Regions from separate parts of the Zea mays genome. Here region 1 is linked to region 2. The links are chromatin contacts, called in public Hi-C maps. All regions are on one chromosome and are shown on one strand. Each heading gives the region's core, a stretch centred on a gene start, on an enhancer-like site or on the middle of the called end of the contact. The rest is flanking DNA. Distances are from core to core; before and after follow the strand shown. Region 1 holds the start of LOC100280340. Region 2 holds the start of LOC100191277 (clathrin assembly protein).

Region 1 (3,223 bases), core at 284-2,783, 140 kb before region 2:
GGAGCGGCTGTTGGAGACAAGGCAAGATCCAAAAGAGGGCACGGAAACCTAGGCGCCAACTTGCCTCCCGAGTCCCGACTTCCTGGCCAGGCCAGGCGTGGTATTGCGAACCAGGTACGGGTACTATACTCCTTGGACTGAGAGCCATCGGGTAGCTAGCTTTATCTCTGCCTGTGATTGTTTACGAGGAAATGTAGGAGGAGGAGGAAGGTTGTGGTTGTGGTCTTGTGGAGTTACCTTGAGGCTGAACGAGTAGAGCACCATGTGGCCGGCGCTGCTCATGTTGAGGTGGAGCACGGTGAGGCGGTGGCCCTGGAGCCCCAGCACCAGCCGCAGCAGCTGCCTCGGCCGGCGCCGGGACAGCACCCGCAGGTTGGCGTGGCTCTCCACCATGGTCGCCTCCACGTCGGCCACGCCCGACGGCTTCGACCCGGACGCCTCCTGCTCGGCGTCGGCGTCGGCGCCGGGGTTCTCTGATGGGGCCGCCGCGGCAGCGCACATTGAGTACTGCGGGAAGGTGAAGAAGTCCGCGAACGGCCCTGCGTCGTCCGGATCGACGGCGCACGCGGGGCCCTGCCGCCGGGAGGAACGCCTCTGCTGCGCCTCCAGCGACTGGAGCAGCTGCTCCAGCTCCTTGACGAAGTTGATCGCGCCGCCGACGATGGACGCCTGATCGCCCTGCACACACAGGGCAGACGCGCGAGCCCATTAGCCTGGTGCGTCGTCGTCGTGCTAGATTGATTTTTTTTTTTTTTTGCTAGGTACAAGGAAAGGGCGTGCATGGCTGGCATGGGGATCATCGGAATCGAGCTCGTCGGTTACCCGTTGCGTGTAGGCGGGCGGCATGAGGGAGCGGAGCGCGGCGAGGTACTCGTTCATCTGCTTGCGCCGGTTGCGCTCCACGGCAATGTGGACCATGCGCTGGCTCTCCACTTCCTCCTCGTTCTTCAGTGGCCTCATCCTTCGCCGCTTCCTTCTTCCGGTTCCGGCCGCCGCTGTCGCGGTCACAGCAAGTGCCGCCGGGGCATCCTGACCGGCGCCGCCACTCGCGCTCCCCACGGACGACGCCACAGGCAGCGCGCGGGCAGCCGGCTCCTGCAGGAGCTGTGGCGGCGAGCACCCGGCCACGTCCCGGCCGCCGCCAGCGCCACTACCGATCTCGACCACGCCCTCCATTCCACTAAAAAACAGGCCACTCCAAGGCCCTCCTGCTGCCATGGCACCACACCCAAAGCGACTGCCTTGCTGGGAAAGCACCACGGCCTCCAGTGCCATCCCTTCAGGGTCTCGCCTCTCAAGAAACCAGCAGCAGCAGCGTGCAGAGTGCAGACCCGAGCTAGAATCCGAGAAAAGTTAGGTCGTCTCTCCCATGGGATCGCCTCCCGGCCGGTGACGGTGAGCCGTTGGGAGCGCGGTGGTTGTGTGGCGGCTTCTTGTAGTTGTAGCAACAGGTTGGAGCTGGAAGGCGCTACGGGGCTGGAGGGACACGCGACGCGACGCGAACGCAGCTGCCTGCGCCGCTGGCCCGTTGCGCGTCGGGAGTGGCAACGCGAGTACGAAAGAGATGGGCTCGGCTCGGTCGGGCAATATAAGATTGGCTGATGGGAAGGTTTGGAAGGGAGCGGGTTTTGGTGTGATTAGGCCATAATTCGGTCGCCTGGCAACGGCGCCAAAAATGGGGCGTCCGGCATCGGCAAAGGGAGAACAGATTGATGGAGACATATGGACTATTCAGCTTCAGCGGGTGAAAACGATTTGTGCCAAAATTATTCAGCTTCAGCTGTTGTGAAACGGAGAGGCTCAGAACGGGATTCTAACAAAACCATTTTGAGTTTAACTAAATTTATAGAAAAAAAACATCGGTACTGCGATCAGAATAATTATTATTGTGATAGCATATCCATGTTGTTTCATATAAATATTGGCACTCTTCTCTATACACAGTCACATTCTAGATTATTATTTGTAACTAGAGCATTGATCAGTAATGCTGCTGGTGCGCAAGGCGCAAAAGACTGGATATAGAGACGTTATGTCTGAACCAATATAACTCGTGTCCACCGCGGACATTATCCGGAGCCCGAAACGCGCACACAAATTTACTTGTCAGAGCTAGGTTCGAAACACCGACAGTTGGCGCGCCAGGTTGAGACCATGCACGTTCCCGATGAAGTTCTACAAGCTCTGGATGGCTAGCCGCGACATCAATCAATCCCCCAAAGCAGTGATATGTTTCAAGAGCCTCGACTTCTCCCTCGACGGCGAAGGCGAAGTGGTCAGGGCCCTGGAATCCTGACCCCCTCCGCCGAGGAGTCTCTACACGGCCACAGGGGCCAACGATGGCCCCCGCCATCCACTTCGGAAACCTAGATTTCGTCATCAACCAGGAGGGCGATATGGTCACAGCAGCGCTCGCCCGAACTCCTCCGCTAGAAAACTTCGACACCGTCTCGGAGGCCCGTGGTGGCCTCAGCCTCGCCCCAAACGAACGACGTGAGGAGCAAGGCCAACCCTGCCTTTCGAGGCCGACGAACTAAGACGACAGATTGCAATCCATATGGAACATGACCCCCACATATGATGATCTGTTGGTTTTCTTCGAATCCTACACGGATTTTTCCGTGTTATACGAGGCAGAAACTTCGTCCTACTATGGTGGCTCTAGTAACGGCCCTAGCGCTTTCCCGCATCGACTGCGTGCGCGGTCTTGAGCATGTCCCAAACTTCCTTGGCGCTCTTTAATCCTTGCACCTTGTTATACTCCTCTCAACTTAGAGAGGCGAGGAGTATAGTTGTGGCTTGGGAGTTGAAGTGCTCGATTTGGGCTACCTCGTCCTCATCATAATCCTCATCCCCTACGGATGGTACCTGTGCTCCAAACTCAACAACATTCCATATACTTTTGTGGAGTGAGGTTAGGTGAAATTTCATCAAATCACTCCACCTAGCGTAATCTTCACCGTCAAAGGTTGGCGGTTTGCCTAATGGAACAGAAAGTAATGGAGTATGTTTAGAAATGCGAGGGTAGCGTAGGGGAATCTTACTAAACTTCTTGCGCTCATGGCGCTTAGAAGTAATGGATGGCGCGTCGGAGCCGGAGGTGGAAGGTGATGAAGTGTCGGTCTCGTAGTAGACCACCTTCCTCATCTTCTTTTTCTTGTCGCCACTCCAATGCGACTTGTGGGAAGAGGCTTTCTTCTCCTTCCCCTTCCCCTTGTTGCGG
Region 2 (3,221 bases), core at 388-2,887:
GAAGCGAGGGCTGAGCCTCTAAAGCTCTCCCATCGTCGATTTTTTACACCTCTCAAGGTGGTCGGTGAGCTATTAAAAAGTCCTTGCCCTCGGAGAGACACGTGGGACTTGCCCAGCTATTAAAAAGTCCGTTTGAGACAGCTTTTTCTGAAGAGTTTTTATGAAAATCTAGATTCATGAATAATCTAGAATATAAATTATAAAATGAGTTCATGACACATTTAGAGATGTTGTACCAAGTGATTTCAGGCTTATTACTTGCTTCAACATCTACACACAATATATATCGATCCACCATAATGAACAATACAATCGTAAGTCACAAGCACACAGGTTCAGCCACACCATTAAGTTATGTCTATGTCCCCGGTGTTGAGGTGACCACAAAGGTAATTACATTGTCTTCCAATTCCTCTTTTTTGCAAGCGATCATAAAGATAAATCCAAGATTTCCACTAGAACAATATGGGTATTACAAACTTTCTTGTTCCCCTCACAAACACATGTCTATGGTGTCACTAAACAACACCTAACCAACTAGGGTTCTAGAAACCCAAGAGTAATAAAATGAAAACCAAACCATCGGTGAGCAACACAAGTGCTCAAGAGATAGACTTACTATAGAGTTGAAATCACAAATATCTCACTCCAGTCCCACTCACAAAGATGAGGATCTATGCTTGAGTGAGATCTATGTTGTATACTCAGTGATTTAGAGTCCCTAACAAGCTTGTTTAGTGTCTATTTGATTGGGTTGTGGCTATAAAAAGAAGTTGATGTGGACCGTAAGCTATGAAAAAAAATATGTTGTGGACTACAAGTTGAAAAAAAGAAGATAAAAGTCATTTGGTGGAATTGGCTGTAGTTGTGGGAGTTACGGACGAGCAGACGTCGCCGCTATCAGTTGGGGTGATAGAAGAAAAAAAAGAAGCGCTATTTTTCATTTATTAGTGACAGACGAGTAATATTTATAAAGTTTTTCCACTCAAAAACCGCAAAAAATAGCTTCATATATGCTTTTTAATTTTTCACTGCGAAGAAAGACGGCTTTACAAAATTGCTGGCTGAAATTAGACCTTTGGCTTAGCTTTTAGCTTTTAAGAAGCACTGGCTACTAGTATTTAAATCCTTGATCAGAGCTTCCTACCTCTCTATGTAGTGCAGGAAGATCTCGGATATTTTACAAATGTATTTTTTCTAGTTTGTTCTATCAAATCAGCATGAATGAATATCTTGGTTTTCAAGGCTGTGAAGTCAGCTTGCTTTTCAAGCCCCTGTTTGAATTGGGCTTCACATTTTTCACAAGCTCGGCCCATCCCCTGATACACAACCCAAAATAATTGACTTTCTTGAGTGAGTAGTCGATGTTGGGTATGAATGCATCAGTATCCAGGAAAGCAGCAACGTTTCTCCTGTTGACCTTGCTACTCAACGACAAGCAATCTTCGCTAGCAAGCGGTGGACGAGGACAGGTTGACGTTTCTTCGAACCATGCGCTAAACCCCAGATCTTTTCTACTAGTAGTACGATCTGAAGAACCAAGTTGATCCCGTCAAACCAATCCGAGGAACGAGATCATTCCTCAAGTCAGTTGCTGCCTGCTGGGCACGAGAAAGGAAGCCAGGCAAGCTGCCTTCAAATTCCCAACCTCTTGGCATTGGCAGTGGCAGTTGACGCCCTCCCCGTCTCCTCGATCAGCGTCCGACCGCCATGGGTGGCCTCAAGCTCCGGCGGCTGGCATCCACCTTCCTCTCCCCAGGCCCCGCATCCCCGGGCTCCGCGGCCGACGCGCACCACTCGGTGTGGCGCGCGACGGCTCACCACCCTAGCACGGCGCCGCCGTCCGCGCAGCACATGGACGCGCTCCTGGCCTTCGGGCGGGGCTCGCGCCTCTCCGCCGCGTCGCTCGCCGCGGCGCTCGTGGACCGCCTGCGCGCCGCGGCTTCGGGGCAGGGCGACGCCGCCGTGGCTCTCAAGTGCCTCGTGGCGCTCAGGGTCCTCCTGGCGCGGGGCGCGTTCATCCTCCGCGACCAGCTCCTCGCCGCGCTCGCCCGGCACCCGGCCTCCGGGCGCAACCCGCTCGCGCTGTCGTCGTTCCCGCTCGGCCGGTCCTCCTTCGCCGCCGCGTCGTGGGTCCGGTTCTCCGCGCGGCTCCTGGAGCTCCTCCTCCTGCTCCCGGACGCCTCCGCCTCCGCCGACGCCGACGCCGAGTACCTCACCGCGCTCCCCAACCCGCACCTGGTCGCCGAGCTCGCCGCCTTCGTGTCCGTCGCGGACGCCGTCCGCCAGGCCCCGCCGCCCCCGCCCTCGGGCCCACAGCCCAACGCGCTCATCTGGGAGGCCGTCCGCCTCGCCGACGAGGACCGCGTCGCGGCGGAGCGGAGCATCGTCGCGCGGGTCCAGGAGATGGGGGAGCGCCTCGACACGCTCTCCCTGGCCGACGCCGTGGAGCTGGTGTGCGTGCTGCGGCGGGTGGAGGACGGCACCGCGTCGGATTGCAAGTGGGCGGGGCTGGACGAGGGCGTCGCGCGCGCGGCTCGGGGCCTCCGCGAGCGCGCCGAGGATGTGGTGCTGCGGAGGACGGTGGAGGAACGGCGCCTGGTGCGGAGGGACGCCGCGGGCAGCGCGTCCGCGCGCACCATCCTGCCGATCCGCGCCGCTGCTGGCGACGGCGGCGCCGTCCGGTTCGGGTCCACAAGGTGGGCTGGCACAGTTTCTGCGCCGCGTAGACGGTAGGACAACGTGTACAGTGTGCACTTCTTTTTTTTAGTTCTTCTCATGGTTCACTCAACACGTTTCAAATTCTTGTAATTGCAGATTTGCAGTCGAGATTTTTTTGTTGTAAATTTTTTGTTGTAGTGCTTGTTGTTGTGTTTGATACAAATGGCCATGGTGTAAATATTGGGCGAGAACGTGAATGGAAGCGCTTGCTACGAGATGTCTGCTCGATCAAAAAAAAAATATTTGTGGGCTGCTTGCCGCTCACTTGTGATTTGTGAAGGTGAAAGCTCTGCAAGAGGGAACCATGCAATGAAGACTCAGGCGTGTCGTACTTTGCTACTCTTGTGGTTAATCGATCAGCTTACGCGGTAGAAAATGATGCTTTGGTGGCGTGATGGATGTTCAGAAGATGCAAACGTAGCTGTTACTCTCCCGGTGTCTATGCCACACACCTAAGATATGATCATAATTAGCTGTTTCTGGTGGGGTATCTGCATATC

What was found. A called contact is a pair of places that touch in the nucleus more often than the background predicts.
Region 1: a contact with region 2 is called in a Hi-C map of tassel, with 3 times the contacts expected there. The contact joins the promoter of LOC100280340 here to the promoter of LOC100191277 in region 2. A contact is called at or near these places in 3 of 25 Hi-C or Micro-C datasets (ear, leaf and tassel).

The regions. Positions count from the first base shown.
Region 1 is chr7:134,156,428-134,159,650 of Zm-B73-REFERENCE-NAM-5.0, reverse strand. It overlaps LOC100280340, which reads right to left and starts at 1,533. Exons shown (of 3, transcript NM_001153266.1): 1 at 823-1,533; 2 at 238-678. The coding sequence starts at 1,275.
Region 2 is chr7:134,019,615-134,022,835 of Zm-B73-REFERENCE-NAM-5.0, reverse strand. LOC100191277 (clathrin assembly protein) reads left to right here and starts at 1,637. Exons shown (of 1, transcript NM_001136711.1): 1 at 1,637-2,935. The coding sequence starts at 1,711. The coding sequence ends at 2,736.